3 separate regions of the Danio rerio genome follow, and regions 2 and 3 are each linked to region 1. Evidence: chromatin contacts called from public HiCAR-type data. All regions are on one chromosome and are shown on one strand. The core of a region is the stretch at or near the end of the contact, and the rest is flanking DNA. Distances in the headings are between cores, read along the strand shown. Region 1 holds the start of timm17a (translocase of inner mitochondrial membrane 17 homolog A (yeast)). Region 2 holds the start of phf20a (PHD finger protein 20, a). Region 3 holds the start of ndrg3a (ndrg family member 3a).

Region 1 (3,391 bases), core at 881-3,380:
AGTCATTTTCACAGATCTTATGATATTAATTTGGTCACAGTTTAAAAAGCTGATGGCAAATAAACAAATTAATATGAAACGTGTTTTTAATAAAACCTTTTCAAACTTGTGTAATATACACAAACACAAATAGTTAAATCAGCTAATCAACAATACAATACAAAATAAAAAACCCAAACCTTATGAAAAGTATTGCATCACTCATGTGACAAATAACTTTAAACAAGATCATTACCTCCTAGTTGTGGAGCTCTGGTTCTTATGGCTGTCAAGCTACCCTTCATTCTGTGATTCATTCCCTAAAAAGATGAAAAACAAAAACAACATTCACCTTAACGCCAGGGACAATAACGTACAACCAAGCACTAATCATTTAGTTAAACAGCATTGCTTTAGTAGCAGCATCAAACATGACTCACAGAAGGAGAGTTTCTAAAGCCTTTAACTGCCTGAAAGATCCCTCCACCGATGGCCCCCATGGTGAAGGCGCCCCCACAGTCATCCACTATCCTCCAGGGACTGACAAACAACAGAGAGATGTCATGACATGTAGTGTTCATCTTTCCAACTAACAACTCTTGCAGTTCTTACAAAACAGTAAAATAGCATGATAAACGCATCACCAATGAAAATGTATTATGGTTGTGATAGAGGTAAAGTTGGTTTTATATTCGCAAATTCAGACTTTCCCCTTCATAATATGATTGTGATCGCTGCTCTAAAATATGTTCTTTTTAAATGTATGGGTGAAAAACAAAAACTTTTTCCCCCTTAAACGCAATATATAATTTTGTGAAAGATTTAAAATATTTTGGAGCAGTAAACATGTCAGGCTAAATAATTCAAATCAATCATTGACTTCTACTGTCTTCATTTGTTTTAAAAACTGCATCTTTGGATAGGTTTTCTGCTGGAGATACTGTTTTCCTAAAAAAAACAAAAGGTCAATAAAAACTCTTACACACACGTTAGGAACGGTATTATAGTAAATTTTGGCCTTGACTTTTCCAAACCGTAGTATATTTTGAAAAGGGTTATCGTCCCATGCCTAATTAGCAGCCAATGACTATCAAAGTACAACATTTTCAACAGTCAAATAAACAGTGTTAATGTTGTTTTCAAGTCATACCTGCAGTTTATTTCAGACCGAATATTTAAAGTGGCATGGTAAACAACATTGGGAGTGTGTCACAAGTTGTCACTGAACGAATGTGAGAATATAAAAATGACTTTACGTCTATATGGTTGTGGTACAAATAAAATGCATAACACATGATTTCTGTAGATAAACCATGCTAACTGTGAAATAACTATAGTTTTGCTACATTAACCATATCTTAGCCTTGGTATTTGCAGTAAATATTTATTATACAAATATTATCAATACAAATTTGCTTGAATAACAGGAAATTATTTAAAAAACAGTTTTTTTTTTTTTTATAAATAAGACATTTCATTAGTGTTTACTTTATACGTCCACCCTCATTTACTATGGTTTTCACTAAATAAGAAACTTTTTTGTAGTTAACATAGGGTAATGTGTGGTTATGTCATGGATAAAACAACGTTACAAAAACACGTCTTTTGGTATTATTCGTAGTAAAAACAAGTTTGTTAAAATAGTTTGCCTATTGCATATCTGATAAAACCAACAGTGATCAATAGGACCAAACAAGGTTATTACATTCTACATAGTTACTTCATAACTACATAGTTATTTACCGTAAGGCTACCCAGGTGATTTGCAGAAACCAGCAAGCATAACTGTAACGTATATTGTAATCTATATTCTGCGTTTAACAGTCGACGAATTTACACAACAGACATTTCTGGAAGACATTATACAAAAACAAAATCTAGTGATCTCTAAAGCCGGTAGAACAAGGTCATGTGCGGCACTGACAGCACGAAGCCTTCACTGAAGGGCATCGTGTTAAAAAACCTCCATCAAAACCACCATATCACAATATTGCGAGCGTCAGACACCCTGACAATTAATTACAGCGTAGAAATAACATACTACAGTATGACCGTTAGAGAAATAAAACCATATACATTCACTGAACGTATAAAATAATAGGTTTGAGGCTGTCGGCTCACCATGGCTCCCTCGCGTACTCCTCCATTTTGTTCTTTTCCCGTTCACAACTGACGTAACCAAGCACGTGCTGTTGCTGCAAGTGACGTAAGGTTCCTCGTGCGTTTTCTGCTGGTTCTTTCTGTGTGAACATTGCAAAGACGCCCCTCTAGTGGAGGAAGTTTTACAAACCAACAAACCATTCAAAGTCACAAAATGTGACTCAATTATATATTATCATTATCATATATCATCAGAGGTGCGCGACGTTGTCATTCGTTTGCCGGCAGCTGAGACTTGGGAGTATTCTAGTTTACGAGGACTCCTCTTTTCACTATGAACAACAAAGGTGAAAAAAGAGATCTTTGTGATCTTTTGCTCATGGTTTAAAGTTTTAAGAAAGATCACAAGTTACAATATTTAAAGTTGTACCTAATTAATTTAAGTGCTTTTTGAAAGTAATGTAACTGATGGTGTTTTTTTAATAACATTTCGAAATTTCTAATAAATGTTTTTAACTGCCAACACATAATCATAATGTAGCATTATTTTATTTTTTTACCTTGAAACCATTCTGATGGTAAGTACAAATTTAAAATCATAATATGAAATAGTTTTTATTTATTTATTTCATAATTAATGTTTTGAAATAATAGCTTTAATAAGAAACACTGTCATAACTGTTGGCTAGGCTATATAGGATGGTTGCACCATTTACCGGTACTATGGTAGTATCGTGACACTATGGCTCCAAAATACTGGCAATACCACTGTAGTTTGTATATGGTAGTATCGTCATTAATGGTCTATCTACAATAAATAATGTGTGTGGAAAAGTCACTAAATTGCTCACAAGTTTGTGCAACAATAGTCCATTTTATTAGAATAAAGCAGTCAAAGGTTGCAAAACTGTGTAAAATTTGCACCTTTTATGGTTTTTATGGTTTTACGATTTTTGACACTTCAGTTTAAACGCACATCTGAATCAGTTCATTTCTGTTCCTGTCAATATGATTTAGTAGCTACAACAAACACAACAATCTCTTAAAAACAACGACTCACAAAGTAAAAATTATAATTAGGCCTACTTTGGATTCTTACCTGATAAGGAAAAAATAAAAATAAAAAACAATAGATGAAAAACAAAAAGAGCAACAGGAAACATCGAAACCATTTTTGACCTCTTTTTATTGCCTAATTTGCTCTTTTTGTAATAAATTCTGTTCGGTATAATTTGTATCTTTATTTTAATGTATTATATTGATGTGCAAATACATTTTAGAATAATAAGAGAATTATGAATTCAATTCAAGT
Region 2 (3,632 bases), core at 51-2,550, 140 kb before region 1:
TCATATATGTATATTGCGATAATTGCAGATCATTTTACAATATATTGGGCAGCCAAGACTGAGATCTAAATGTCCACTAAACCTGAAGATTAAAAAAAAAATGTACATGCTGCTATAATTCTGTGTGCTTTAATATTATATATATATTTATATTTATAATTTATATTTATAAATTAACTTGGTTAACTTAATTAAAAGCTAATAATACCATTATACTGTACAATTACTTGACTTTAGGCTGCTACATTTAAAATAATTATAATGTTTAATTATTAGCAAACAAATATTAACCAAATTAATTGTTTTTTACTAATTTCTCAAATAGCAAAAACTATCCTAGAGTTCCCTGAAAGACGGGTGATCACTGATCTATAGTATTTAACTTGTGAACATTGTAGGTGCAAAAAATCCAGGTCATGGCATCATGCCAATAAACACACAGGGAACAACAGACTTAAATCAATTATCAACAGCCTACTTTACTAAGCCTCTTATTTATACGTAACTTTAATGTATAAGTTTAGATTCTGCCTTGTATGAACAGAATGTAAAGATTGCTTTAATCGAATAGCCATATCAAAAATGTACCTATTAAACAAATGAATACATGTAATCGCGACATTTTGCATAACAACGCTATTAAATGAACCCGTTAAGAGTAACCGTGTAAGTGAGAGTGATCAACTGTGATTTCATCAGGGGCCCCTATACATAAGTGCCTGACGGTGACAATGGAAACAATAGAGATGCCAGATATTCCAATACTCCACTAAATGTTTGCCTGTTATTCCTACATTAAACACTTCTGTCCGTCTATATGCAAAAGCAGACAAAAGCACATCATTCACGACATTTTGGAACGGATCTTTTTCATCTCGGCGAAAACACGAGCAGACGGGAACTTCCTGACTGATCCACACCCTCCATAAGAATAATGTCATGGATAGTAATGGGCGAGAACATCGCCACTCCCACAAATACAAGCTGTAAATCACAACATCAGTCTAGCAGTGCACATGTTCTGATATTCATGATATTTCGTTCCTTTAAACTCGAAATTAGAGATTCAATTTTGTAAAACAGCATCTTTACAGACTCCGTACTCGAGCAAAGTCTTGGCACAGCGTAAACAGTATTGCAAAATGCTAAATAAATATGTTACCTGTGGTGATATCCGTCTTTTTGTAACTATAAACGCCCGTTGTTAATGTATCAAAGCGTCTTTTATTGTAAGCACGTTGGGCGCGAGATGCGCGCACTTATTTTCCAATGTGTTCCACAGACTACCGGTATGAACAATACCACATCTGCGCATGCGCGGCAGCGCGGACGACTTGGCGACTGTATAAATACGTCTAGTGATGCTCTGCTACCCTTCAGTCTTTTAGTGCCACTAAACATTAACGCCATAAAGGAATTCACATTTTTAAATTGATCAAAACCACTTAGATACCTTAATACTTTTATTAACATGTTTACATTTAATATACACACAAAACAAATAGATCACGATTTTCAGAAATATTGCAACATTTATAATAAGAAGAAATATTTCTTGAACTGCAAACAGCTATATTAGATTTCTCAAGGGTTATTTGATGCTGAACACTTGGGGAAAATATATGTATATATATTTTTAATAGCAAATTTTGAAATAAACCCATCTCACTCCCTCTATTTACATTTTTATGATGCATTAAACAAGGTAGGATTTGTCATATTATTTACATACTTCTATTGTTACTTTGAGTACTTCTATCAGATCAGTTGTCCTCAAACTTTTTATCAAGTACCACCTCAGAAACAAAACTGTCTCTAAGTACCACCATAATGAGCAGCATTGAAATACAGTAGCATAGTAAGCCCAGTAAAGCAGCTACAGCTCTGCACTACTCTAAAACGTGGCAGATTAATTTATATTATTAAGAATATTGATTATTGTCAGCCACTTTAAACAATATAAATAGCCTGACTCTGAACATTAACACTGCTTTGCTTATATGTAAAAAAAAACAAGCAAACTAAAAACTAAAGACATCAATATTTTAATAAAAAAATATATTGTCATATGTCATATGTCATATTCATGTATAAATAATTTTTTATAAATTTTCAAATATATGTAGCATTTTCATATGACACATTTCATTTGATCTCTGTGTACCATTAGTGGTACACGTCCCACAGTTTGGGAACCACTGCATAAGATAATTAAATGTAAATGCAGAATTGGTGAACATTAAAAACCATTGACATTCATTTTATTCATTTTCTTGTCGGTTTAGTCACTTTATTAATCTGGGGTCGCCACAGCTGAATGAACCGCCAACTTATCCAGCACGTTTTTACATATCGAATGCCCTTCCAGCCACAACCCATCTCTGGGAAACATCCACACACATTCATTCACAAACACAGTCATACACTATGGACAATTTAGCCTACCCAGTTAAACTGTACCGCATGTATTAATTTTTACAATGTAAAATACTATCACCGGCCACTTTATTAGGTACACCTTACCAGTAGAGGGTTGGAGCCTTTAGAACTGCCTTAATCCTTTATGGCATTGATTCAACAAGGTACTGGAAATATTCCTCCGAGATTTTGGTCCATGTTCACATGTCAACATCACACAGTTGCTGCAGATTTGTCAGCTGCACATCCATGATGCGGAAATCCAGTTCCAACACATCCCAAAGGTGCTTTATTGGATTGGGATCTGGTGACTGTGGAGGTCATTTGAGTAGGCCAAGTGAACTCATTGTCATGTCCAAGAAACCAGTCTGAGATGATTCACACTTTATGACAAGGCGCGTTATCCTGCTGGAAGTAGCCATCAAAAGAGGAGTTCACTTTGGTCATAAAGGGATGGACTTGGTCAGCAACAATAGTTTAGGTAGGCTGTGGCAATGACACAATGCTCAATTGGTACTAATGGACCCAAAGTGTGCCAAGAAAATATCCCCCACACCATTACACCACCAGCAGCAGCCTGAACCATTGATACAAGACAGGATGGATGCATGCATTCATATTGTTGATGAAATCTTTTCTCAAATCTTCTATTGTCCAGTTTTGGTGAGCCTGTGCCAATTGTAGCCTCATCTTCCTGTTCTAGCTGACAGGAGTGGCACCCGGTGTGGTCTTCTGCTGCTGTAGTCCATCCGCCTTAAGGTTCGACGTGTTGTGCGTACAGAGATGCTCTTCTACATACTTCGGTTGTAACGAGTTGTTGAGTTACTGTTTTCTTTTTATCAGTCTCTGTAAACCCTAGAGATGGTTGTGCATGAAAATCCCAGTAGATCAGCAGTTTCTGAAATGCTCAGACCAGCCCATCTGGCACCAACAATCATGCCACGTTCAAAGTCACTTAAATCATCTTTCTTCCCCATTCTGATGCTCGGTTTGAACTGCAGATCATCCTGACCTTGTCCACATGCATAAATGCATTGAGTTGCTGCCATGTGATTGGCTGATTAGAAATTTCCGTTAACTAGCAGCTGGACAGCTGTACCTAATAAAGTGGCCGATGAGTGTAGGTAAAAAAAAAAGTAGTCACTTATGAAAGTATGAAAAGACCAAATAAACCAATTCTTTGTGAAACTTTATTACTTGTTACTCAACATCCA
Region 3 (3,909 bases), core at 1,140-3,639, 160 kb before region 1:
AAAGGAAATTAGTTCTCATGATTGACAATACAGTGTAACAATCAATCTTTACACAAACCTGAGTATTATTTATTAATTGTTTCACAGCATCGATAAGTGGCTACTCATTTTATTTTGGCCATTTATGTTTTTTTTTTGACTGTCAAATTGCAGAAAGTCATTGGCTTGACTTGACATTAAAGCTCCATGTTTAATCTAAAAATCTTTGTTAATGTCCTTCTGAATAAATAAAAACACCTACATCCTATGCCGAGTTCAGACTCCATGACTTTATCCTCGATTTTCACTTGTCGTCAGGTTTTGAAAAATCGTCGACAAATGCTTGAAATCAGATGAGCCGCCGACACCCGTGAGATATACAGTATGTCATGCTAAATATCTGGAGCTGCCTGCGATTCAAATCATGCCATGTGAATGTGTTCTGATTGAATATAACATCTGCGATGACCTACAGCCAATAAGAGAGCAGCATCCACTAGTATGAATATCTGCAGACCAGCAGGAGGTTGAGGAAGAAGTTAAAAGCACTCAATTTCAGTTTATTTGAACCCAAGAAATGGAGGAAAAACTAAAGGAAATTTGGCAGGAGCACTCGTGTCTGTTTGACATGTCATCTGAGCAATACCACAACCAGGTCGAAAAAGTTGAGGAGTAATTGCTAATTCCCTTCAAAGCTAAGGCAGCAAAATAAGTACAATTTCTACCACACTAAAGGCTTCTTTCTCATTATGTAGTTAATAATATAAGATATACATGACCTTGCATTGTGTCCATGTCACTTCTCGGGTGTGTTTCATTGTGAGATGTACAGTAGTTTGGATTAAGTTGTCTCTGACTCTTCCTATTCTAAAGTCATGCAGTGTGAAACCCCCTAATGCCAATCCATCTTGCATTGCAAACAAAACAGCGACGAAACGCTAGCCCAGATAGACATGCTGTGTGAAAACATCTGTGACACGACTACTTTGAAAGTCATGAAGTCTGAATTCTGCATTAGATGGCCCTTAGTTGTTGCTTTTGTCTAGAACTAAAAAATATGTCAACTATTGAGTTAACTTTCCATAAGCATTAAAGACAGATAACTTTCTATGATCAATTATGGAGTACAAGCGGCATATCATTAATTACCAATAATTACATATAACAAAACATCACATTTCCCAAATTACATGCCTGTTAATGCATCACGTTAATACTAAGAAGAAATATTAAGTGGTTTTCTATGGAAAATGACATGCCTTCATTCAACATTTAAGATGTTTTGTCTTGAATACAACGCATTAAAACATACATTGAGTCCTAAAATAACAAACTTTTCAATGTATGCAAGACAAACAGAATTCAGCACAGAGACAGAGAGGGATTTGATTTAGAGCCCTTTGTTGATGATAACAACAGGTTAGTCAGTGTTGTTTGTTTGTTATGTCAACACAGTGTATTTGCTGTAGTAGTTCGCCAGGACTCTGTCTGAGTGTGCTCAACAACACACCTGCGAGCACATGGAGATCACATCATCAGCCCTGCGACCTTCCCCTGAGCAGGTGACCGAGGACAATGTCATTTGTGTCATGCCGGAAGTTTTGCCATATACGATCGAAGCCAGAAATCCGTCAATTAACACTATGATTTTGATATACATGCGCCACGTAAAAAAGTGCTAATGCATTGAGGAAAACTGGAATTATATATGGATTCAATTAAGAAAGAGGACTTGATGCAATCCTAAATCAAAGTTAGATAGACGTAAATAATTTAGCAGTGTATGTATATTCAGATACGTTACGAAAACATTACATCGTTTCATTTAAACCGCAGTAACGTTATATAATGCTGTTAAAGAAAATATTTTAAAGACTGTATGAATGTTCGATGCAGCTACAGGAGAAAAAGCATCTATGAAAACTATAAAACATCTGCAACGACGAGACGGGAAAAAACAGCGAATTTCAACCCATTTTATCAAATAAGGTACAAAGTTTCTATTTTTGGCGAGACATCAAACATCCTCAGTGTCGGATGTGTGAGATATATAGAAAAAATCGATTTACAATTTATTAAATGGCACGTATTTATCCTGTAATGTCTTTTTAGCGGCTGTTGTGATGTAAATCGACGTTATTGTGGCTTCGGGCAGTTTTAAAACACGGAGCCATTTTAAATGGAATTACATTGATCGCTGTAGAGAAGATAACCAACACTATCACTCTGAATCATATCACAGAATTCTCGTCGGTTTTGTCCATATTCACAAACTAGCTATTTACAAGAATGGGGGTGTTTGACTCACCGGTCAATGTTGAAGAGCAATATCTTTATCTGTTAAGGGGAAAATCCTCCTCAGAGATGTTGAAGTGAACGAAGGGCTCGTCGTCCGCACGTTTCTCTGCTCGCAGTCTCTCTGCCAGCCGTGTTTTGATGTCACTTGGTGGGCGGGGCCTCAAGGGCTCCCCACATTACAGTCAACGCGTTTGGAAGACCCCCTCAATCACGATTTATCGCCCCCGTGAGGTTATCTATGATATCACGATGACGAACTCGCGTCTTTATCGAGTTACAACTTTTTTTTCATAAACCTTTTTTTCTCGTTGAAAAAAAAGCAAAGCCGTAGAGCAGGTACACATACGTAGGCTATGTAACTATGTAATGCTTTTGTTATAACGTTCTCTAATTTCAATTGTTGGACTGACAGCATGTAAAACAAGCCCATCTTTAGGATGCAGTATTTAAGGGGGGATGCTGTTTTCCACTCTTTCAGTTTTTGGACAGACGCATACAGGTGAGTACATACTTTTAACATTAGATAACAGCAAATATTTAAATGTTCAATAGGTGAATAAAAATTAAAACACCATTATTTACTCTGCCATTAAGTGCTTTCAAACCACTTTTGAATCTTTTTTTCTGAACACAATATATATATATATATATATATATATATATATATATATATATATATATATATATATATATATAAATTATAATTTTTTTTGCGGCTGGAAGGGCATCCGCTGCGAAAAAACTTGCTGGATAAGTTGGCGGTTTATTCTGCTGTGGCGACCCCGGATTAATAAAGGGACTAAGCCAACAAGAAAATGAATATATATATATATATATATATATATATATATATATATATATATATATATATATATATATATATACTGAAAAATGTTTGAAACCAGTAACCATTGCAAATAGGAAAAAAAAAAAACATATTATTGATGTCAATGCATGGATAACAGTTTCTAACATTCTTCAAAATATTGTCTATTGCCTTCAACAGATGAAAAACACTCAAACAGGTTTGAAACAAGTGAATGATGAGTTAATTATGACAAAATTTTTATTTTGGGTGATCTATCTCTTTAATACTGAGATGCATTCGAAATGAGAATTTCAGTATTTCCAAGTTCTGGAAAAAAAGTTTCTGATTTTAGGATTACAGTCATTATGATATTCACAGTTTTTCAGAAATAAATAAGCCATATTCAGAAAACACTTAAACATTCTAAGCAGCTTATCTTTTAAATATAATAGAGCAAACATACATTTGACTTCACAACCAACCAGTTACAAGGAGGTTAAGGGTTAATTAGCGTTTTAAAGAGTGGATGGCAAATGGTGACTTCCTAAATTGGTGTTAAGATTAAACAATTGAGATTAACCTTTCAGTTTGAATATAGGTAACGTTTCCTAAGGACAAAATCTAGCTTGTATATGTTGAGTTGATTTGCTTCTTGACTAAGTGAGAATATATTGAAAAAGTAAGCTCACCTCAGAATGAAAAATCTGACAATGTTTACTCAACCTCATGTTCTTAACGCATTAGAAATATGCAAATGAAGACATTTGTAATCAAATAAGAGATTTATTTTCCTCCAGAAAAAAAGCTTATTTACTGCAAATGCC

What was found. HiCAR-type assays count read pairs that join an accessible place to other places.
Region 2: a contact with region 1 is called in a HiCAR-type map of caudal fin, with 4 times the contacts expected there. The contact joins the promoter of phf20a here to the promoter of timm17a in region 1. A contact is called at or near these places in 8 of 18 Hi-C or Micro-C datasets (caudal fin, embryo, fibroblasts and 3 more) and 3 of 4 datasets of contacts at active chromatin or transcription factors (caudal fin, embryo and gastrula embryo).
Region 3: a HiCAR-type map of caudal fin shows a contact between it and region 1, with 3 times the contacts expected there. The contact joins the promoter of ndrg3a here to the promoter of timm17a in region 1. A contact is called at or near these places in 2 of 4 datasets of contacts at active chromatin or transcription factors (caudal fin and embryo).

What each region holds. Positions count from the first base shown.
Region 1 is chr11:26,973,958-26,977,348 of GRCz12tu, reverse strand. timm17a (translocase of inner mitochondrial membrane 17 homolog A (yeast)) reads right to left here and starts at 2,130. Exons shown (of 6, transcript NM_198367.1): 1 at 2,101-2,130; 2 at 420-519; 3 at 236-299. The coding sequence starts at 2,126.
Region 2 is chr11:27,113,707-27,117,338 of GRCz12tu, reverse strand. It overlaps phf20a (PHD finger protein 20, a), which reads right to left and starts at 1,300. Exons shown (of 17, transcript XM_073916760.1): 1 at 1,163-1,300. arhgap46a (Rho GTPase activating protein 46a) reads right to left here. Exons shown (of 10, transcript NM_001007295.1): 10 at 3,592-3,632.
Region 3 is chr11:27,134,961-27,138,869 of GRCz12tu, reverse strand. It overlaps ndrg3a (ndrg family member 3a), which reads right to left and starts at 2,389. Exons shown (of 16, transcript NM_199517.1): 1 at 2,288-2,389. It overlaps phf20a (PHD finger protein 20, a), which reads right to left. Exons shown (of 17, transcript XM_073916760.1): 17 at 3,341-3,909.